Regions from separate parts of the Ovis aries genome. Here region 2 is linked to region 1. The links are chromatin contacts, called in public Hi-C maps. All regions are on one chromosome and are shown on one strand. The core of a region is the stretch at or near the end of the contact, and the rest is flanking DNA. Distances in the headings are between cores, read along the strand shown.

The links. A called contact is a pair of places that touch in the nucleus more often than the background predicts.
Region 2: a Hi-C map of retroperitoneal adipose tissue shows a contact between it and region 1, with 3 times the contacts expected there. The contact joins the promoter of MACROD1 here to the promoter of OTUB1 in region 1. A contact is called at or near these places in 13 of 16 Hi-C or Micro-C datasets (blood, hypothalamus, liver and 7 more).

The regions. Positions count from the first base shown.
Region 1 is chr21:38,765,572-38,770,629 of ARS-UI_Ramb_v3.0, reverse strand. OTUB1 (OTU deubiquitinase, ubiquitin aldehyde binding 1) reads right to left here and starts at 2,192. Exons shown (of 7, transcript XM_027959286.2): 1 at 2,114-2,192. The coding sequence starts at 2,171.
Region 2 is chr21:38,927,976-38,933,096 of ARS-UI_Ramb_v3.0, reverse strand. It overlaps MACROD1 (mono-ADP ribosylhydrolase 1), which reads left to right and starts at 1,366. Exons shown (of 9, transcript XM_060404077.1): 1 at 1,366-1,781. The coding sequence starts at 1,484. LOC105604106 (a long non-coding RNA gene) reads right to left here and starts at 1,235. Exons shown (of 2, transcript XR_006057543.2): 1 at 822-1,235.

The DNA.
Region 1 (5,058 bases), core at 943-3,442:
AGGAAGCTGGGCCGAGGACAAGAACGGGCCAGGAGAGCAGACGTGCAATCTGGAAGCATGCATCATGCCCTGCTCCACCCCAACTGTGGGATCTTGGCAAAGTCCTTCCATTTCCTGGGCATGAGTTATCTCATCTTTAAAGGGAGGAGGCCAGGGACTTCCCTGGAGGTCCAGTGGCTAAGGCTCCGAGCTCCCAATGCAAGGGGGCCTGGGTGTTAGGTAAAAGACGACCAGGACACCAAAAGAGTGTCTAACAGGCTTTAATGGCGAAGCGCTCCCGGGCGGGGTTCCCGGACCCGCCCAGAACGTGTTAGAAGTTTGTTTATATATGCACGCTGCGAGGGATGGCCAGGTTAGTGGATGGGGGTTTGGATAGGTTGCCGGGCCGAGGCGTCACGGGCTGATACGTCCTTCTACGTGGCGGAGGTGGGGCAGCTTTAGCTGGCAAACTGTGCTGTCACTGGTCCCCGGGATCTGGGAGGCCCCTTCCTTAGGGACTTCCCCCGCCGACGGGGGAGGGAAGGGGCGGCCCATCATGGCCCCCCGGGGTCCGATCTTACACTGAGTTTGATCCTTGGTCTGGGAACTAGATCCCACATGCCATAACTGAGACCTGGCACAGCCAAATAAGTATAAATAAATGGTGGAAAATAAAGTAAGCAGGCCAAGGTGATCGCCCCCCAGGGTACACTCTTCCAGCTCGAACAAGCCCTCTCCCCCTGCTCTCTAACATCACTTCCGAGCAGCCCGGAAGGCCCCTGAGCCAGGTCTATTGAGGAAAGACAGATGAGGAAGCAGACCATCTTCGGCTAGATGAGCGCTTTGCTTTCCTCAGTCACACCATTCCTCCACCTGCCATCCTGGGTATTCGTAGTGGTGCCCATTTTACAAAGAACAAAAACGCAGACAGGTGAAATCACCTGCCCGAAGTCGCGACGAGGAAGACCTGTGGTCAATCCCAGGTTTGTCTAATTGCAAAGCCTGGGCTCTTTGCCACAATAACTCCCCTGGCACCTCACTGCAGAGGCTCATCATCAGCTGTGAATAGAGACAGATAGCACCACCTTCCTCCCTTCACTGTGATGCCCTGAGGAGATGGTACCTTAAGAGGTGTAGTTCAATACTCATCACTGAGTTGGGCGGGTCCACCCTGTGGGCCCCATGCCAAGCAGCCACTGGTGAGGAGCCAGGAGACCTGAATCCTGGCTCTGGTTCTTTCTTAACTTACACGATCCTAAACCAGTCCCTTCGGGGATTGGGGGGAGGGTCTAGGTCCCCAAAAGCTGTTTTTCAGTGTGCGGTTAGAGAGGGAGCTGTGTGCTAAATGACTTTTAAGGCCAATCCTTTTGATCTTGAGCAGGCCGGGGCCTCAGCTGGGCTTCCACCCACCCCCGACACTGCACTGCAACTGGGCCATCCCTCCCAACCCTAGTGACCTCCTCAGTCCCCAGTGTCTAACTCAGGGGTGAAAAGAAGAGGGTGGGACCGTTTTGAGAGGTCCAACTCTTCAGGGGTCTAAGGAAACTATGCCGAGACAGGAAGCAAGGGGCTGCGAGGCTAGGAGAGGGGACTCTACCGGAAACGAAGGGCGCTGCCCTCCTGGGCACACACCTACGGCCGCTCACAACCCCGGGCGGCCCGCAGCATCCCCAGCGGCCCGCCCAGTCCTTTGTGCTCCGCAGCCCGGCGTAATTCGACGCCCTCCCGGGCTCGGGCCGCTCTGGAGGAGGCGGACTAGACGGGGCCGGACTAGGCCCGGGCCTGACTGCCAGGTCCGGGGCGGGAGAGCCGGGACCCGGGAGCCGGACGCCCAGCGGGGAGGGGGCTGGGCGGGGGGTGGAGGGGCGGAGCGGCCTAGGCCCCGCCCCAGGAGCGCGCGACAGGGAAGAGTCGCGGGCCGGAGGCCGGCCCGCTTTCTCTCCCGCCGCCCGGCCGGCCAGGGGTCGCGGCGGCGGCTCCTTCCATTGTGAGGGGGAGGGGAGGCGGCGGACGCGGGGGAAGGGGCCCTCCGCTCGCTTCGCCGCCAGCCGCCCCAGCCCTGGTTTCCTCGGGAACCGGCCATCCGGCATCGCCCCCGCTAGCCCAGGCCGGGCGGCTCTCCCCTGGTCGGTACCTTCGGAGTCGCTGCCAAGCGGCTCCTGCTTCTGCTGCTGAGGTTCCTCCGCCGCCATCTTTAAACAGCGCCGCACTGCCGACCGCTTCCGGGTTACTAGTCGGCCTCCCCCCGGAAGACAGCCCCTCCTCGAGGCCCCTCCTTGGTAACGCCCCTAGCAACGGGATCCCCTCGGGCGTAGTCACCCGAGGGGCTCGCAGTCTCGTTCGGCGGCGGCGGAAGCCGGGGAAGTGAGGGCAATCCCCGCCCGCCCTCCTCCCGCACACTTGCTCGGTTCCATCTTTCCAGGCTCCCAATGTGCCAGGTGGTGATAAGAGCTTCCTGGGGCCACTTGAGTTTTCTTTTCACTAGAGTTTGAAACGCGGATTGTATTATTGAGATAAGCAGGAAAATGAAATTCAAATCACGGAAGGCAATTCCCGCTGCGGGCTCCAGAACTCAAGACAGGCGAATGCAATGAGGATCACTTGGCCGAGGAGACCGGGAATTCTGCTAATATCCGAGCTCTGGGAATTCACCGCCCCCCTCCACCGAGTCTCGGTTCCGAGCGGGCTTTGGTGTCCTGCTTCTGACCGAGAGACCACGTCCCTCGGGGTCGACCTTACTTTGGACTACCTGCCCTTGTGGTTATGAGAAAATCAGGATTTTTTTTTTTTTTAAGATAGAAGTTGACAACAATGAAAAACAGATTCGTGGTTCCCAAGGGTTGAGTCGGAGTAAGGAGGGAAGTGGATGTGGTTATAAAAATGAAACAGAAGTATCCTTGTGGAGACAGAAGTGCTCTTTATCTTGAATATATATGGAGATCCTGGAATATGCTGTACTGTAGCTTCAAACGCAAGATGTTACCAGTGGGGGAAAGTGGGTAAAGGATACCCAGGATCTTTCTGTGTACTCTGTTAAAATCACCTGTGAATTATCTAAAAATAAAACTTAAAAAGTGTCAAGGCCTTGGATGCTGAAGATGCAGTTATTTAGAGAAGTCACCTTCAGGGGTACTGTTCCTTTGCCTTTCTCTATGGAGGGCCTTTTCCATGATATGACAGTGGTCTCTTAGCACTTGAGGAGGCCGTGTCTGAGCCCCAATCAGATCCCTCCGTTCATGATAATACAGGTGCAGAATAGGATGAATATCTTCATGAGCTACATCCAGTTCTGGAGTAGGGACGGTTGGTGCCTGGGCTCACCACACTGCCCACAGTGGCGCTCTCACAGCAACGCTACACATGCCAAGTCTTTGCCCCAGCAACATGGCAAATTACTATTTCCTAGGTCACCACCAATCCTTGTGTTTGCTTCGAAATTCAAGGAAGCAAAGGGGCTACCCATTTGGATCCCACTCCTACCACACTGGGCTTCTCGGGCGACACTAGTGGGAAAGAGAAGCCTGGCAGGCTGTCTATCGCCCAGAGTCACAGAGTCAGGCATGACTAAAGCCACTTAGCGCAACACACACCCAGAGTACACACGCTGTTCATTCCTTTTCCCAGTTTTGCCAGTGCAACCTGGAACTGCCAGTTGGAGCTTCAGTTAGTAGCTTGTGCATGCCGTGTTCAGGCGTGGCCGACTTTACAACCCTGTGGACTGTATCTCGCTGGGCTCCTCTGTCCATGGGATTCTTCAGGCTAGGATACCGGAGTGGGTTGCCATTTTCTCCTCCAGGGGATCTTCCCGGCTCAGGGATCAAACGCGGGTCTCCTGCATCTTCTTCCTTGGCAGGTGGACTCTTTGCTGCTGAGCAACCTGGGAAGCCCTCAGTCAGTAGCACTGGTATTACCAAACGAGGAGCAGTCGGTGACAAAAGCGTGATTTCTATTTTGGCTTTACAAAATCCTGAGAATAGCTGTAAGACAACTCCACCTTTACCTCCTTACTTTGACTAGGGAGTCTGGCGGGTGGGGAGCACGCAAAGGGGAGCTGGATCGGGATTGGTGTGGGGACAGAGAATACAGTTGCTCTGGAGGGCGAGAAGGAATCCGTCTGTGGTCCAGTGCTGGACTGCGGCCATGCTGCCAACGCCAAGTAAATGCCTCCCTCAACACAAGGGTCTGGGGCTGAAAGAACGGATCTCCACCCTCAGTGGATGCAGGGTGTGTAGCTGAGGGGCTCTCCCGCCTGCTGCCCACCCTCCCCCTCTTGTCAGGCCGGGGGAAGCTTTGGCTCTTAATCCAGTGTCAGGATGGTCAACTTTTGCCCTGCTCTTTTCCATGTCAATTTGGTGATAACTAACTATTCTCTTACCCTCATTCCATCTTTCTTGATACTTTTTTTTACCATTTTCGAGTTTTGGTTCTCCATCCTGAAGAACCTAAAACCCAATAGCATATTTGCCAGGAATCACCAGCTCCAGATGTCCACTTCTGCCTTTCAATCTGCAAACCCAGAAATGAATGGCCACACACTGCTGGTCCCGCTTTCCGAGGCCTATCACGGAACAGGCAGCACTGCTGCTTGGGGTCAGGCTGCTGTTGGAAAGTCACAAAGGTGATGGGCAGGAGCCTAGGACTTCATGTTCCACAGACCCGACCTGGCACAGATGCCTCTTTAGAGACCCCATGCAGAACCCAGGACTCTGTGACCTCAGCCAGAGACGAAGAGTTTTAGGACAGTACAGAGGCCCTAGAGAGCCACATGGCTTCCAGGCCCGCCCAGCTTCTCAGGGAAGGTGGCCAGGCAACAGGACGTGGCACAGGCCGCAATCCTCACAGAGGCATCTTGGGCAGGAGAAAGCCTAAAGGTGGGCGGGAAACGAGGCCCTGGCGATCCTTTCCAAGACAGGCTTAGGAGTTAGGCAGCTGCCCGGGTGGGAAGAGTAGGGGCATGCCCAGCCTGGAAATGGACCTCTGGAGATGCCACTGCGGGAATGTACAGCCGTGCACAGGCAGCCAGCTCCAAAATTATGGTCTAGCGAGGCTTTGATGGCGCAGCCAGGCTGATGAGGCTGA
Region 2 (5,121 bases), core at 117-2,616, 160 kb before region 1:
AGATAGTGACTACAGCCATGAAATTAAAAGACGCTTGCTCCTTGGAGGAAAAGCTATGATAAACCTAGACAGCATATTAAAAAGCAGAGACATTGCCTTGCCGACAAACATCCGTCTTCAAAGCTATGGTTTTTCCAGTAGTCACATATGGACGTGTGAGTTGGACTATAAAGAAAGCTGAGTGCCTAAGAATTGATGCTTTTGAACTGTGGTGTTGGAGAAGACTCTTGAGAGTCCCTTGGACTGCAAGGAGATTCAACTAGTCCATCCTAAAGGATGGACTAAATACTCATTGGAAGGACTGATGCTGAAGCTGAAGGTGCAATCCTTTGGCCACTTGATGCGAAGAACTGACTCACTGGAAAAGACCCTGATGTCTGGAAAGGTTGAAGGCAGGAGAAGGGACTGACAGAGGATGAGATGGTTGGATGGCATCACCAACTAGATAGACATGAGTTTGAGCAAGCTTCCAGGAGTTGGTGAAGGACAGGGAAGCCTGGTGTGCTGCAGTCCATGGGGTGGCAAAGAGTTGGACACGACTGAGCAACTGAACTGAACTGGAAGTCCAGTGGTTAGGGCTCTGCGCTTTCACTACCGTGAACCCAGAATTCAATCCCTGGTCTGGGAACTAAGATCCTGCAAGCCCCGGTCAAAAACAAGCCAAACCCCGCCCCTCCCCCAAAACTATCATATTTATAACATAATAAAATGTTATAGAAAGATATTAACATGTTTATGTTAAAAAAACAACTCCATCCTTAGAATCCTTGTAAAAAAATATAGGAAAAATATAAAGAAAAACACCACCCCAATTCTTACACCGAGAACGCCGCTTGGAATTCTCATTTTCTGTCTTCAAATTCCAGGACTTCTATCCTTGCCTCCCGAGTTACTCTAGATTCGGTTCCAGTCGCGGCCCCGCCCGCCCCTGGGGCTAAGAGGCAGAGGCTCAGCGGCCTGGGTAATAGTCGCCCAACCGGCCCTACCCGTTCGCCTCATCTGCCCCGGCCGGCGGGGACGCGCGGCTCCCAGGGACTGCGGGTAGGGTGGGGCCCGGGTGACCGGTGAGGAGTTACACTCTCCTCTGTGCACTCGTCTGGAGGGGCGGAGACGGAGACAGGGTCGGAGGCCAGGGGCGTCTCCCACCAGGAAGTTGGAAGTTGCCAACTTCCAGCCCCGACGGGAAGCGCACGGCAGGAGCGCCACCGTCCGAGAGCCGGGCTCCAGGGCTGTGCGACTCGGCTGGCTGGGCGGGGCGCGCACGTGTGTTTACGAGTGCGGGGGCCTGTCTGAGGCCGGGACTACAAGTTCCAGGGTGCCCAGCGGCGCGCCTGGGTTTTCTGGCCGCGCGGCCCGCTGGCTCCCAAGCAGGTCGCCTCGGGCTGGCACGCGCCACCTGGTCCCCAAGTAAATAAGGGAGAGACTCCCTGAGCACGGTAAAGAGAGTCGAAGTGGGCGGGGAGCCGCCCCGCGCCGCCTGCTCATGTTTCTGCAGAGCCGAGCGTCCCGCCTCCTGGCACAGCTGCGCGCGGCGGGGCAGCTGCTCGGCGCCCCGCGCCCCTGGCCCGGCCCCTCGCCGGGTGCCACGAGGACCCGCAGTAGTGCGTGCGGTCCCCTGGCGTCCCTGAGCGCGCACCACCCGTGCGCGCGGACCTCAGCGGGAGTTGGGGCTTGGGGGGCGGCGGCGGTGGGGCGGAGAGCCGGGGTGCGCGCCTGGGCCCCCCTGGCCATGGCGGCGAAGGTGGACCTGAGCACCTCCACCGACTGGAAGGAGGCAAAATGTAAGTGTGAGCAGGAGGGGGGCGCGAGGGCGGCCCTTCGTGGGCACTCTCCGGCTGGACAGCACCCCGCTAGCCGCCTCGTCCACCCCAGAAAACTGGGGAAGTTAAGGTCCCATTTGCCTGGTATGGACGCCCCCCCCCCATTAACAGCCACGCCCCACATGTGCCCAGCCCCGGAAACTACTTCCCCCGGACCAGGTCCAGGGCCCAGTCGGAGGCAGTGTGAGGAGGGTGGCCTCACCCCACTGAAAGGGGTCGCGGGGCTCCCCCAGAGAGCACCCGGGACCTCGCACCTAAATCTGTTGTGCATGAGGGAAACTGAGGCCCGGCGCCTGCGCCGAGTAGCCCAAGGTCACTTGGAATTTGCTTCAGATCTCACAGTAGGCTCTCAACTCCCCCGGCTTCGCAATACTGGGGTTTCTCAAGTGGTGACATTTTAGAGTGGCAGGGAATGGGCTATGGGGCTGGCATCCCACCTGGTGGAATCAGATAGCCACAAGGAACGGGCCTCCCTGGGCAGGCCGGTCACACCTCCCCCCATACCCCCCGGGGCCTTCCTCTCTGGGCACGTGGTCTGTTGCCCTTTAGCCCTTCTCGTTGGCCTCTGGACACTTGTGAGCTCTCTGCCTCATTCCTGGGGGACACAGGGCGGAGGAGGGGGGCGGGGCAGGGCCGAGAGGGGAGGTTGTGTCTCTGAGAACAGTGACACCCCTGCTCCCCACACCCAGGAATCAAGCCATTTCCTCCGGCTGGGGCCGCGGGGGGGTCGGGGAGGGGGGCGGCGCGGGCCATGAGTCCTGGTGGGCATGAGTCCCAGGGCTGGCCTCTGGGCCAGAACAGAGGAGGGAAGTCAGGCAACCTGACCTGCAGAGCCTGAAATAGCCCCGGCTGCCAGTCCAGCTGCCCCTGCCCTTCAGGGCATGCTCCTTGGCCTCTTGTGACCATTCCCGGCTGGATCGCCTTTCAAAAGGGCAGGGACGGCAGCTCATTGGCTGGGACTTGCGGTGGCGAGGGTTCAGCCAATGGGGCTGGGGAGGCAGGCCTGGGGCGGGCCGCGGTTGAGGGTTAGAGGAGGCGTCCTCTGGGATTGGAGGTAGAGTTCGAGATGAACTACTCTTGTCGTTGAGTTGTGATGCCTTCGCTGGGATCTTAAAGCACCAGCCGGAAGCACTTGACTTTGCTCCCGGGGCAAAAGGAATGCTTGTCACCCCTTCAAGCCCTGGCCCCAGAACATCCAGGGTCAGGGTGGGGAGTGGCTCCCTGGCACGGGGACTGTCCCCACAGGGAGCCCTGATTTCCCTTCTTCGTCAGAGAACAGCATCTCAGGGTGGTGGGAAGGAGAGCTTGGAAGGCTGGAGGCCCAGACACCTGTTCCTGGGTCTGCTGCTTTCTGTAGGACCCAGCTCTCCGCCCCTCACACTCCTTGCCGGCGCTGAAAACTTCCAGACCTCTTGAAGCTAATGGGCCAGGAATTCCCAGGCTGCTGTGGTGTCTGTCTGCTAGGATCTGGGATTTCCATTCATTTGGTCCGTTTTTATCCAGCGCCTTCCGTGTGGCCAGCACTGCTATGCTGGGGAGACAGGTGGGGACCCTCCCCTCACAGAGCTTAGGTGAAGAAGCAGGGGGATGTGTTAGGGCAATGAGACAACGCCTGGTAAAGGTCGGTGCTTCAAGAAGCCGAGACGGGCAGGGCTGCCTGAGCTCCTGAGTTTGTCCAGGCAGGGGCAGTGTGGGGAGGCTGGGCTTGCCCCAGGAACCCCAGACCTAGGTGGAAGCCCACCCCACCAGTAGCCATTAGGTGGTAGTTTGTGGGGGTGATACAGAAAGATCCGTGTTTTAGTTATCTATTGCAGCTTAGTAACAGACTACCAGGACACTTAGTGGCTTGAAACAGCAAACGTTTCTATTATCTCTCAGTCCCTGAAGGTCTGGAAGCTGGGAGTAGCTTAGCGGGGTGGCCAGGCTCAGAGTTTCTCAGGAGGCGGGGATTTGGTTAGAGATAGAGAGGGCCCTTCCCAGGTGGCTGGCTCCTGTGAAGTGGCTGCTGGCTTAATGCCTCTGGTCCACATTCAAGGGGAGGGAAATTAGTTTCCACCTTTGGAAGGGAAGAAGATCAAAGAATTGGGGGCATATTTTTAAAACCACCACACCGGGAGACTGCCTCAAGTAGCTTCTGCCTCTGGCTGGGGTTCAAGCTTTGATCTGTTATTTATTTATTTGACCGTGCTGCTCAACTTGCAAGATGTCAGTTCCACAACCAGGGACTGAACCCAGGACATGGTAGTGAAAGCCCAGAATCCTAACCAATAGGCCACCAGGGAACTCCCGAAGAAGCTTTGATCCTGGAAGATCCCCACACTATTTCTTCATTACATTCATATACATGTTCAGCTGAGTTATACTGTATAGTAAAGTACATCAAGTGTACAGACCTCAAGTGTACAGTTGGTGTACTCTATTTTTTGGCTGCATGGCCTGTGAGATCTTAGTTCCCTGACCAGGGATTGAACCCGGGTCCATGGCAGTGAAAGAGCCACGTCTTAACCACTGGCGTGTGTGCGTGCTAAGTTGCTCAGTTGTGTCTGACTCTTAGTGACCCCATGAACTGTAGCCCACCAGGCTCCTCTGTCCATGATGATGCTCCAGGCAAGAATACTGGAGTGGGTTGCCATGCCCTCTAGGGGATCTTCCTGATGCAGGGATCGAACCCACACCTCCTGCAGCTCCTGCACTGCAGGCAGATTCTTCACCGCTGAGCCACTGGGGAAGCCCCTGACCACTGGCTTGCCAGGGAATTGCTGCAGTCAGAGTACTTTTACGTAGGTATCCAGCTGTGCAACCGCCACTCTGGTCAGTAGGTAGAACACTGCCATTGCCCCAGAAGGTTCCTTTGAGCCTCTTTCCAATCAGTATCCCTTACAGCTAATCTTTCTTCTATCTCTTCATTTTGTTTTCTCTTGAACTTCGTATCATCAGAGGCATACACACAGTGTGTACAGTTACTTTTACTCAACGTCTGTGTGATTCATCCACGTTATCGGGTGTACCCACAGTTCGCTCTTTCTTATTGCTGGGTGATAGTCCATGGTGTGCCACAGTTTGTCCGCGCAGTCTCCTTGTTGTGGTCATTTGGTTTCCAGTTTGGGACATTTGGGAATAAAGCTGCTCTGAATATCCTTGCACGTGTCTTTGATGGACACATTCTCGCCTTTCAGTTGGGGATATACCTACAAGGGCGGCTCAACTCTTGTCTGTGCCTGAGATGACCCTCTCTCAAAGACTGGCACATAGTAACCAAACTCACAGGAGACTAATGTGTAGTTCAGAGGGTTGAGGTGCA